Linked DNA regions of Bicyclus anynana: region 1 is linked to region 2. The links are chromatin contacts, called in public Hi-C maps. All regions are on one chromosome and are shown on one strand. The core of a region is the stretch at or near the end of the contact, and the rest is flanking DNA. Distances in the headings are between cores, read along the strand shown.

The links. A called contact is a pair of places that touch in the nucleus more often than the background predicts.
Region 1: a Hi-C map of whole body shows a contact between it and region 2, with 1.7 times the contacts expected there. The contact joins the promoter of LOC112045889 here to the enhancer-like site in region 2.

What each region holds. Positions count from the first base shown.
Region 1 is chr8:16,875,296-16,882,365 of ilBicAnyn1.1, forward strand. It overlaps LOC112045889, which reads right to left and starts at 3,727. Exons shown (of 2, transcript XM_024082272.2): 1 at 3,556-3,727.
Region 2 is chr8:16,814,547-16,821,189 of ilBicAnyn1.1, forward strand. All of the region lies in intron 1 of LOC112045889, which reads right to left. Among protein-coding and RNA genes, the nearest start is that of LOC112045892, 25 kb to the left of the region's middle. Within about 2 kb of position 3,250, at least 8 of the 8 cell types and tissues checked have open chromatin away from gene starts, as enhancers often do.

The DNA of each region.
Region 1 (7,070 bases), core at 2,477-4,976, 61 kb after region 2:
CGACCAACACTGGGCTCACATATCTTAAGGTCATAAGATACTTTAGCCCACGTAGCCGATCGCGGCGGTACTTGAATAAAACTTTGTCCCTCAATAATTATGTTCTTTAATTCGTAATTATCTAATCTATTCCAACACTTTCAATAACACGAAACTTGACCATATCTGTTAATTAATCAGAACATTCTACAGCAAAATGTGTGTACTGATCACATATGTGTGACTGATTTGAGAGTTAATGTGTGCTAATGTGAATAGCTCACATGTTTGGAGTAAAAGAAGTAAATATACTATCACATTTGGTTACAGTTTGCGTAATTAAATAATTTATATCTAAAATAGTTTTATAGCAGTCGTCAATCGATATCTATACTAATATTATAAAGCTGAAGACTATGTTAGTATGATTGAACGCGCTAATCTCAGAAACTACTGGTCCGATTTGAAAAATTCTTTCAGTGTTAGATAGCCCATTTATCAAGGAAGGCTATAAGCTATATATTATCCCTGTATTCTTACGGGAACGGGAACCACGCGGGTGAAACCGCGCGGCGCCAGTCAGTAATTTAATATTTGATGCCATGTGTCTTTATTAGTCTAACTTGGCGAAAGAATTCTTGCTCTTTCTAGTTTTTTCTTAGAAACTAGGCATTTTGTACATATAATACATTTAAAATTTTTTTCTTCACTAATGTGTAATTTAATTATTAAGATTTGAGAAATTTCACCTTAATAGTTATCTTCTCAAAGCTTGATTAATCATTAATATACTTAGTATTTTAATGAAATTCTCAATACGATTTCCAATTAACTACATTTACAGATTCTGTATTCAAAAACCATCTCCTACATTTATTGCTGCCTTCAAATGAATGACATTCAAGTGTTTCGATTTCTAAAATATCAAAAATTTCACAATCGACAAAAACCTCTACCTGCTTGATGTTTTGATAAGTAGATCAAGTAACCTTTATCTTCAGATAAAATGTTTGTCAGGTATACACACATTTATAAAATGTATAGGACGAACAGAATCTACCTGACTCCTATCGGTCGTTGTACAAGTATGTATGATTTATGATACAAATACGCAATTGTTTACTTAAGTTACGTATGTTACAGTTTTAAAATATAGTAAACTTTTTACCAAATCAGTTTGTGTTGTAAAGAAGACGCCAAGAAACATTTAACAATCTAATATTTCATTTAATTTAACTTTGCAAAGCATGCTAGGATCATGCTCTGTACGAATAATAAATATATCAAAACTCCCGACGGTATTTGATAGCAAAAAGCATAATATCGTAGACAACTTCCCCTAAAACATGTACCACTAATGAGATTTTACTCTAATAAACTGTGCTGATTAAAAGGAAAGCCTACTAATACAAATTAAGTCTACTTTCTATCTTCCCTACTTCTCATAAAATATATCTTAATTTAAATAATAACAATTACTTAAGTAATGCGTTATGCAATTTACAGAGATAAAATTACCTTCGGTATCATACAAGCTTATGCTAAGTTGCTAACCCCATAAAGAATTAATGTCGTTTTGAAAATGTAATAAAAGATGGAGCTCATATAATTCGGTCGGTCTCACTTACACAATTAACAACGACAGAGATGATGGTATCGTAAGTGATGACGTAACTATAGCGTCGTGAAATGAAAGCAATGGCCAAAGGCTCTATGATCATAAAGACCCTGATTACTTGTTTGATGAAGATAAGGAAAATGCAACTTTACAAACCAATGTGCAATACGACGACGTAAATACTAATAATAATAAGGTTGTTAACTATCCTTTCTTCTATACGATAGACTTAATTGTATTAAAGATGCTACTGGTTGTAGTTACTGTGAGCCTGGTTTGTATTTAGCACAAGCAAAAAGAGCAATTAAAATGACTGTACGTCATAAAAACACAACGTTGTGACGTAGTAAACCTGCTATATTGTTAGAAAAAAAAATAGTAAGAAGACCAAGAAAGTAGTGGTTTTTAATGAAACTCTGTTTTTTTTAAGTTTAATAATTCATCCAGTTATTTTTAAATCCATCATCATCATCCATAAGGTTTTACCCCTTTTTTCTCTCTATCGTCATTATAAACCCATGATTCAAACAATCTTACGCGTCTTAGTCGTAAAACCTGTTTGTATGGTTAAGCGTTTCAAATTATGGGGTGTTTATAAACTGGCTCATTTTCAATATCCCATTGGAAGTTGAGAGTGCTTTGTTACGCTATAAATAAAGCCACGTTAAGTAGTCATTTCCGCTGGGGCGATGATATCAAAGTTCGAAGCTTTTTAAACGATCATAAAATAAATAATAAACAGGACATATTTGAAAATAGTTTATGTTACTTTCTTTATGTTATCTATAAATGAAGAATTTGTTTATTTAGGTAGGTAGTAAGTTCTCCAGATCAAGGTTTTAAAGAGGCAACCATTGACATGCCGCTTATTAATTCTGTTATAAGATACTATGCATTGCAATAGGTAAATGATCTGGTACATCATAAATCAGGTGACAGAGGATCATTTTAGAACCTCCTTGGAATTCACTTAAAATATACTTTCTAATTATTGCCTTTCACTAAAACCACGCACAGATGTTGCATATTTTGCATAATTATGTTCTGATCTTCTTATTATTCTAAGCTGATTTACTGGGCTTCAAGATTTTGTAGTGATTTCTTCAATCAATTGAGAAACATGGAAGCTTCAACGTAATGTAGACAAAAGCTTTGCTTGAAAGATCTGTTACAGCACTAAATCTTAGTTATCCATGTTAATATTATAATATAATAGGAGGAAGAAGATGATGATTTGTTTATTTAATTCAATACGCTAATCTTAGGAACTACTGGTTCGAATTGAAAAGTTCTTTTGAAGTTGGATGTTCCATTTATCGAGGATGTCTCTAAGCCAAATATCATGAATGAAAAATGTGGTAAAATTGTATGCGCTGCAAAAATAGTTAAACTTACGCAAAAATCATGTATAACGGAATTGCCACCTTTATAGTTCTAAAATGGTTTCTATGTATACGAAATCGCGGGCGTCTGTTAGTAAAACATAAAAAGCAACAAAAAAACAGAAACCAGACTCGAGATAGCGTCTTGCCTTGAGTTTTCAAGACCATCGCTCGAGCAGGACAATCTGTTAAGGCGATCGGCCCGTGTGTCGGACTTAATGGGGCTTTCAACTGAATTGATGGGTCTGGCTACGTCGGCATCATTAGCTATTGTATTTTCTACGTACTTACGACAGATGAATAGACATGATGATCCAAAGCTCAAAAGCTCAACAGATTGGATGATGAAGTGGGTATCTTAAAACTATAAGCAACTATAATTGAAGCTTGAGGGAAACCGAGTGGCAATTTCCAATACTATAAAATACCCAAACAAAGTTTGACTCAGCATGATTTACTAACTGACAAACTTGTAAAACCCGTAAAAGCCAGTTGTCAACGTAAGTTGAAGGTTGAAAGTTGGCATGCCTGAAGTTAAATGTGATTGGGCTATTGTGTGAAGGGTGAGGAAGTTACCTGGTGGGTTTCGGTCAAAGCTGTACGAGGGCAGGCGAGCGAACATTCATGCTCGCGCGGTCGACGACCTGGCGGCTAACTGTTCAGCAACTGTTCAAAGCACTACACTGTCACTGACCGGGACTACGAAACACAACCTTACTCTGCGGGAGTGCGAGGCAGACTGGCCGCGCGTTGTCTTCGCCGCCGCGTGCGCCCACGGCCTTGACCGCCCCCCGCACACCCGCGTTGGCCCGACCCTCCAACCGGCAGAGGGACCGAGGATCGGATTCGACGCATCCGCATAAAAAATTAAAAACATTGCCGACCCATGACGCGTCAAGTTTATCTGAATGGTGTTTGGCCTGCTTCTAATCTTGTGGCAACTGGCAAGCAACGTTACATTGAATTGCCGTTCATTTTCATTAACCATGTCGATCCCACAAAACTAAATCTTAGTCCTACACACTCGATAGCATAATTTTTGTTCCTAACTTCATAAAGGCACCTACCTAAATTTTTCGTTGAGGAAATTTGATGGGTCGTAGTGAACTAAAGGAGAATACAAGTTTCGGATATTCTCGAAGTTTCTAAAGCAGCTTTTTTAATAATCTTAGTTTTCGACAGAAACCTCATTATCAGACCATTTTTAATAGTAGATAAACTAGAGTGCACATCCCTGTTTCCTTCTATCGGTTGACATCATCATGATAACTTGGTTCCCAAAACGAAGTTTGGCGGTCAGTAGGGTGCCTATGCCAAAACTTTTCAGTCTTTCACGATTCCAGTTGCCGTCGATGTGACGACTGTCGTCGTGCTCTCATGCCCATTAACTTTCCTTCCAGGATTCAAAATGCAGCCACCATTCGAGCCCTTCTAGGAATTAGTTGCCAATTCGACAGTGTTCCATCTATTTTTATTGCTACTTCTTGGTTTCAATAGAGTTTTTCGATTATTGGGAAATTGCAAGATGTTATCGCCGATCTCCAACTTACGGCTAGACAGGTTGTTCATAACTAATTTCAGAATTTGCAATTATTCAAAGTGTCGAATCTAATAAAGAAAATGAAGATACTGAAATAGCTTGTCGATAACATCTTCATAATTATCCTTTTCACTATTGATTGATTGTCAAATTAAGAAGGAAAAGTTAACAATTCAGTGCTGCCGGCATTAGAAAATATTTTGGGTTTGTAATCTACTTCATAAAGAAATCTATAGATAAGTGTCGACATTGTAAATTAGCCATTGATAATCGTTTTTCTCGCTCTCAGAATCATGGGACCGACATTGTAAACAATTAATCGGTTCAAGAAAGTTTTTCGACATATTTTTATGAATACCTTTACTTTTAGGTTTTTCTTAGCATCTTCGTAATTAACAAAAAACATTGATTGAGGACATTTTTAATGTGTTGTAAAGGTTACCTACTTAATATCTGTTGGGCCATGTATTTGTTTGACGACCTCTCCGGAGAAGTTGGTAAGGTTTAATTTTCAAGTACTTGATGCGATTCCGAATTCTATCAACTAATGAGTTTATATTTTATAAAAGGTGTGATATTTATGTGTGGTAGGCATGACATAGGCATCAGATGGTAGACCGTGGCTAGTAACCACCCTGCTAGCAAAGATATACCTTCAAGTTTTAGCGATCTGGTACGATGCCTCTTACAAACTGACAGAGGTATGGAAAGAATAAACTTGCACCTACTTCTTCCAAAGCCCGCTTCCATCTTAGATTCCATCGAGTTTTTTCCAGTAAGCATCATCATCTTAGATTGTCGTTACTTAACACTACACATATAGTGTTCCCGGTAATCTCTGAAATTCTGAACAGACTTTTATGCGTTCATAACTAGACTATGTGATGCTAATAATAGCCATAACTTGTGCCGTTAAATTTAGACTTAGTATTTGCTAAAATACAAATACCTGAAACATCTAAGTACTTACTTCGAGCATAAAATTATAATAGTTTTTGCAACAAACTAGTTTGTATTGCGCGTGAGTTATGCCTCGAACATCGGTGAGGAGACAACATGGCGGATGTAAATAAGAAATATAAATAGAAAGCCATATTCAATCGTGCAGGCCGCTACGCGGAGACGTTTGCTTTGTGCCACAGGCAAATATCGTTATCTAAGGTTGGGTGTATGAAAGTAAATAGACAGCAAACCTTTGATAAATTCAAGATTGAGAGGAACTTTCAGTAATAAATATCGTTAAGTACAAACTGGCACAGAAAATATATTAGACTCATCATCATCATCATCCACAGCCGAAGCACGACCATTGTTGGACACAGGGCTTTTATTTGAGCTTCCAACACGAAGACCTCGAGCCGCCTGGATCCAGCGGCTCCCGGGTTAAAATCAAAATCAGTTTGACAGAATCATAGTAGCTCTTGCTCTAGCGGAGGGACACTAATTAATAATCTAAGAACAGAATAATCATTTTACTTCGAGTCGTCAATACATTTGTTCATCATTTTCATATCTAATAAGTGTCTGTAAATTTAGCTTCGGATCACGTAGATTCGAATCCTGTGTCGGGCTATGAAGTACTGTGATTTTCTTTATTCAGTCAGAGAATACCATTCTAATTGCCTGGTCAAGTTATTAGCCCAGTGAATATGATATCTGCCTTCGATTTGTAGGACGTAAGTATGAATGAACTCCGGGGAAGACACTGTTTACTAAACTTTTCAGTTATATGCATTTTAAGAAACTAAATATCACGTATTTCAAACATTGAAGTATAATAGCATAGTGAGGAAACCTGCGTACCTGAGAATTTTCTTAATTCTCTACGTGTGTGGTGGACTATTAGCTACCTCCTTTCATTCTGCGCTCAGTATGGATAATGGAATATGGGCTGTTAACAATGTTAATGATAACCCTAGTCGCAGTATGATGCAGCGAAATCGACTGTATTAAATTGTTGTAGATATAGGTACCTACGAGTATCTTAAACCACAATATTTACAATAATATTTAACACCTACTATTTCTGAGACATGAAAAAAATACTGGCCAAAAGCCAAGTTGTAAAAGAGTGCCAAGATTCAGTCGCGGAGGCGCCACAACATAATAAAAATAAACGATTTATTATTATTGTTATTGTTTTATACCTAGAGATATAAATACACTACACTTGATCGAACAAGTAGATGAGGTGCCGTGCACTATGAGAAGCTTTAGTCACAGTAGATATAGTGCTTTAGTGGTCTTGCAAGAATCTTGCTGTTCTGTGGACTATTATCGTACCGATAATAGTCCAAAGGGTCGAATCCAAAACTTGCCGGAGTACATAATATCTCCGGATATTGGTTCTATAAGTACTTAACCGATCTATCAGGTGGCCCAAGAGCTGGCGTTTGTTTGCCGCAAAGGCCTTGCCTTGTCACCCAGCCCAAAGGGGTAATAGCCCCATCTATCTAATTTTTTTTTTTCACTCGTGATGGCGAGTAGATATTTCTTGTGAAAATTATCCTTTTTAAATATCAAATATCTAATTATTATTATTCATCTATAG
Region 2 (6,643 bases), core at 2,000-4,499:
ACCGTGAGCGTCAGCTAGTAAGTTATGTTTTTATATTCAGAACCCATGCTTAGCAACACACCAATAAAAATAATGATTAATTCGCTATGTAGTCATAATATTATATTATGGAAATGCCTCATCCGGTGGGATACGACGGGCGCGGGGTCAATGCACCGCGCACTTGTCATGCGCCATGTGCACGACACGCCATGCACAATGCACATGCACATGCACGCAACCGCATACGGTTTGCATGCAACACGTGCTTTATGTAGTTATACCACTTTTCTTTTTTTATAAAGAGTTCTTCACGAACCCACTAACCTAGCAATGGGGATGATGACTAGGTTTGAATATATTGTTTTTTATGATACATTCGAGTAAATAAGGTCAATGTTAACTAATTTATATATAAAAAGCAAAGATTGTCTGGATATTTGCAAAATAAATGAGATTATAAAATTTCAAAATCTATTAAAAATCTTTTATTGTAATAAGATGAAAATTCATACAGTTTTAGTTTTCTTACATTAAATGTGTCATTTTTTAGTATATGAACTATAAACATAAACGCACAAATAACAAAGATATTAGTAATTTTGTTTGTAGCAACATACAAATCTGACGATCATTACATTGCCTACGACGTCATTAGTTCGTGCCATTTTGTATAGGGCGTTTTTCAGGGAGCGCCGCGGATCTGACCCTTTAAATCCCTGTAGCTCCGAAAGTAATGATCGCAGATACCCTGTTCCTTTTACAAAATTGCTTTACTATTAGCATACTCTTAATTTATATACAATTTAAAAAACTGTCATCATCCCTATTGAATTTGAATATGTGTATCTACTTTATTATTATATTTTTGTAATTACTTAATTAAGGATTAATAATGTTTTATAATGAATAAATAAAATAAAAAATTTCAAAGTCGATTTATAAAGGCGATTGATTCTGACTAAATATTTGTTAAACCGATGAACGATTTATCTGATACTAGCGGACGCGACTTCCTCCGCGTAGAATTTAGTTTTTTACAAATCCCTCGGGAACCATGGATTTTTTCGGGATAAAAAGTTTTCCGGGAGTAAAATCTATTTCCATTCCAAATTTCAATCAAATCAGTTCAGTAGTTGCAGCGTCAAAGAGTAACAAACATCCATTCAAACCTTCGCGTTTATTATATTAGTAGGATAAGCACATTTGTTAGATCTTGGAAGAAATCGAGTATAATTAAACATAAGGAGTCACAAAATCAAAAGGACCAATAAAGACTACTGGAGGAATTTTAATAAAAAAATTTCAACTGATTATCACAGAAGAGAATATGAATATAATATATGAAATAGAAGAATGACGTTAAAACCAAGTTGATAAGTAAGTATATTTGTTATCGGATCCGCCGATGTCTGTAAGATGACTTGGAAGGAAAAACCACCATGGTTCGCTACGTTCATAGTTACGTCCGACTCCTCAACAACTAACTTAAAGCAGTATGGTCATTAATAAATATGTTGTTCCTGGGCCCAAGTACTACTACTTATTGTCAAAGTAGATGTACGCATTTTCATATTACGAAACATTACACCGACGCGTGGATGATTCGAGCAGTTTTCACTTTTGCACGCTAATGCGTATGCCGATATTTGTTTATCTACCACTATAGAAATTCATTATTTGCTGTCCATTCATTAGACTATGCCCACTAAAAGATTATGTTAATTTAAAACCAAAGTCAAATTATCTTTAACCTATACACCGTAAATGGTACGATGTCATTGTCAATTTTTGGCAACCTGGCGCAGTTGGTCAATGGTCATTTTCTACTCGTAGTTTGGGTCATTTTTTTTGGCTCAGGTCCGGTCTGGTGGCAGGCATGGTCAGTGGCTAGTAGATACTACCCTGCCGACAAAGACGTACGAGGCGTTTTAGCGTTCAGGTACGATGCCCCGTACCTACAGATAACTGAGCCTAGACGGTCAGAGGTAGGCCTCTGACGGTATCTAGGCGGTATGACAATCTTAATCTTTACCAAATAATCAATTTTCCATCTTAGATTGCGTCACATAACGTCATGTGAAATCGCAGTTAAGGTACAGAAAACATATGTACAAGTAGTTAAGGGTTAACTTGTCATGTAACAAAAGACAATACTTTTATGTGTTTTTCAAATGTGAATTAAATGATGCAACTGTCGCGAAAATCTCCGAAAATGCTGAACAAACTTGAACTAACTTTCATCACGTAAAACTTGCATTTGATCCAACTGATCTAGCCTTAAATTTCCAAAAGTTTCACTTAACGAAATAACAATTAAAGCAAAATATTATTAATACAGATTTACTTAAACAAAGTCAGCCTTTTTAGTAGATGCCAAATGTTAAACATTTCGCCTGTTGCTGTAACGACAGCGCTGCTTGTCGGTGTGTTGATTTCCGAGAAGCTTAAAACAGCTATCCTGTGTTCCCGAGCTGCGTTTAGCAGAAAACACGTCCGACTGGAGACAGGAGCAAAAAGACGTTCACCGCAGATTCAGTTCACCTTAGCGAGAGTAACACGCTCTCGTTCGAAGTATCGTTTATGAAATCGAATTTGGACAAATAAAAATATCTCTCTCTGTCTTATAAATGCTACCATCCATTTAAGACAACTTGAATAATAAATTTTTAGATTGATATTTTAGTCTTACATTTATTTCTTTTACATTTGGCAGAGTAATCATCATGATCAGCATGTTTTAACAGCCAGGATTTCCTTCTTATTCTTTTAGGAAAGAGGATACGAAACTTAGAACCATCACGCTGGCCCAAGGATTCAAGGACTTGGGATTTGATTCTTGTAATCAGGACCGACGACGGCTAAAAGTGGTATTCTGAAATAACTACAATGCTGTTAAGCTACTCGTAATTTATTCAAACAATTTTTTTTCAGTTAGTTGCATTCCGGCTTAATACGTGTTTGAAAGTCCTTACAACAGTCTAGCTATGGACATCCATCAGCGGAGTATGGTAATGAGTTGTTCCATATAGTAAAAGACGAACAAGTTGACAATTTTGAACAAAACAAATTATTTCCTAAAGTTTCGAATATACACTCCTGATCGAATACCATCCGTTCTACAATCTTCGTCTTTTGTTACTAAAACTCCCATAAAACATAAAGCCATCTTCAACCGCCAGCATGAAGCTGTAAAATTAAGATCTGATCACATAATATACAACTCAAAGACAAGGTACATAAGCTCCACTTTGCTTTGTCGATGACGTCAAAAACGTATTCGATTACGTACAAATTCCATGCTAAGGCATGGCTCTCGGTCGTTTTGTTGCGTTGATGCACCGCAGCCGAACAAGTTTCCGACAAGGAGCTGTAAACGGCAGGAAGGCAGTTTGTTAGTGCACATAAAAGATTTATTACATTTTACTCGAAAACCTCAAGTTATGTAGCTATTTCATTGAAGTCTTTAGTTATATAACGCGTTGTATTGTGTTTTGATCATGTAGTACCTATATGTATTTTGTTTTATGTTATTCTGGGCTCTTCATAACGGCTTCATAGTATATCTTCTTTTAATATTATAAAGCTGAAGAGTTTGTTTGTTTGATTGAACGAGCTAATTTCAGAAACTACCGGTCCGATTTGGAAAATTATTTCAGTGTTAGATAGCCCATTTATTGAGGAAGGCCATAGGCTATATATTATCCCCATATTCATACGGGAACTAAAACCACGCAGGTGATACCAAGCGGCGTCAGCTAGTATCACATAAATACTTAATGTAAGCCGTAATATAATAAGAAGTAATTAAAATTCAAAGTATTAAAAAAAATGGACTGTTAAATATTCTTTTTTTTTAATTTCGCAAGTTTGTAGCAATATTCAACAAAGTTATTTTCTACAACTAAGTAAAGTTGTGGTTATCAAAGAAATAAACAAAATACTCTCTACATTTTCATTGTTAGCATTATACCCATAGCAATCATTATAGGAAGTGGAACATCAGTTCCGGTGATTAATTCATCTCAATTCATACAAAAAAATTACGTCTTGGCATCATCTATACTATCTGTACTAATATTATAAATGCGATGGTAAATCTGTCTGCCACCTTTTCACGGCTAAACCATTAAACCGATTTGGATGAAATTTGGTATAGAAATATATTGGAAAATAAAGCAGAACATAGGCTACTTTGTATCCCGGAAAAATCCTAGAAATCACGTAAACGGAGTCGCAGGCGCGCGCTGGAATAACAAGAAAATCAATATAATAATTTTATGCAGTCAAAAATTACGTACGAAACAATGCATCAGTTAAATTTTGGTGGACGTAATGGAATGATATCAACAAAAAAATACCCACATGTTATTGTTAACCTCATTTGGAAGTCAGTTGAAAAATATAAACACTGCTGACGAACAAACCAAAAAACTTGCCAAAACTGCAACCTACTTAGTCTGTCGATTTGCATAATAATGCAATGTTACGCAAATATTTGGACACGCGCTCGAAATAAAACATACCTACCTACTAACATAATACCTACGTATTATAAACAAAAAAATCTTAGCGTAGAACCACACTAATTGATTATGAAACACGGCTAAAACTCACGTGATATTACGTCGGAGTATGCCCGACTAGTTTAGAACCCATACGGGGCCCTTAGTCATGAGCTGGTTCTTGCATCGCGGCACGATCCAAACTGATATCACGTGAGTTTTAGCCGTGTTTCATAATCAATTAATATGAATAACACTCACGATAGTTTAAATTCTAAAATAGAACCACACTGTTTACTGTATAAGAACTACTAAATATCATGTACATACGAATAAATTACATTTCAACGTAAGTTTGCTTTTAGAATTATACATATACAATTAAATACAATAATATTTAAATTACTAGTAACTAAGCTAACCTAAACTTATTATAAAAATAATAATTAGGCGTCGTAGAATTCATCCGAATCGATGATCATTGGTAAAGTGCCCAGAATACTGGCAGTATAGCCACGTTGTATGGCAATACTGATTCTCTGAGTATAATAATAAGTAGTATAAAATATTTAATTTACTTACGAATGATTAGTCACTTTATTTAGCATTAAATATTATTTATGATAGTACTAGTATTCTCTTCGGCCAATCTCAATTGCTTACTTGTCATTGTGAGTGAGTATCATTCAAACAATATTTCACATTATTGATAACATCTTTAGACTGTTATAAAATTGTAACAGATTCTATAGTTTAAAAATCAAATATAAAGAAAATAGAAATGTTAGAGACTATAAAAAAAATTTATTTATTAGAGACGGATATGGATATGGTAGATATAGAGTAATTTTACAAACGGTGATAAATTTACCGTTACAAATTAGTTTCAAGCTACCTTCCCGAGTCAAAATTAATCACCTTTCATTAACTTCTATAAAGTTCAAAGACTTAGCACACACGATATCTTATTTAAATTGCTGTTACTATAAAAGAATCCTAAGAAACGAAAATAGTCTTAGGTGACGCATACGCAGAGCGAAAGATACATCTTATAGGAGCTAGGGATCAAGTAGACAAGTAAAGCTGGGAGATTAAAGTCTTAATTAAATCCTCTGGCGACAGTCCAAGAGGTTTGGAAGTCCATTCGAGTGACAGACTCTAATGTGCAGAAATAAGAATGGTAAGATGGTGAGTTTAAGCGTGCTTGTAATGTTTTAAGCATCAATCAATTGTCAGGTTGTTATGTTGGATGATAGAGATATAGGTCCTTCCTTGTTTATCATATCAAATATAAGACATTTAATTTTTGATAAAAGAGTGTCCGTAGACAATAGTAAACTTGGAAAATACTTCTTGGCCTTTATAACAAAACAATCAAATCATTCTCAATCAATCAAAATAATCAACAACTCACTGATTCCTAGATAAAAAAATCTTGAAAAACATAAAAGACAATATCTATAAAACACTTGGCATCCAGGGGTTCCAGAAATTATTCAGATTTTAAATTTTGTTACTATTAAAAAATGTGAATATGTTATACTCGTATGGCTTCTAGTATCCGTAACATGCCTTTCGGGTTTGTGGAGAATCATTAACAAATAGATCAAAGATACAAATATTTTGAACACAAACATTAACAAATTTTAAGGGAATTGTATCTATACATCAGAATAGTTTCTTCAACGTAACGTGTGTACATTTTTAACCGACTTCCAAAAAGGAGGAGGTTCTACGTTCGGCTGTATGTATGTTTTTTTTTTTTTTTTTTTTTTTTTTTATGTATGTCCAGCGATAATTCCGTCATTTGTGGACCGATTTTGAAAATTCTTTTTTTGTTTTGAAGGGTTTGATTCCAGGGTGGTCCCATTTTTTTCATGTCAGGATCTGATGATGGCATCTTGAAGAAATCGAGGGGAACTTTCGAAAATCGTACAGACGGCTAGTGCGTTTGTTAGTATTTCCATAAGGTATTTTAAACCACTACAATTTTATGAAGGTCTGGAGTTGGTCTGATGATGGAGCCGATACACAGACGATGGAACTCGTCAACGATTTACAGCAGGTACCTTTTGTTTGGGCTTAATTTATTTGTATTGATGAGAACTTTCCACCTAGATGGGTTGTGACTGTATTAAGGGTCTGATGATGAAGACGAA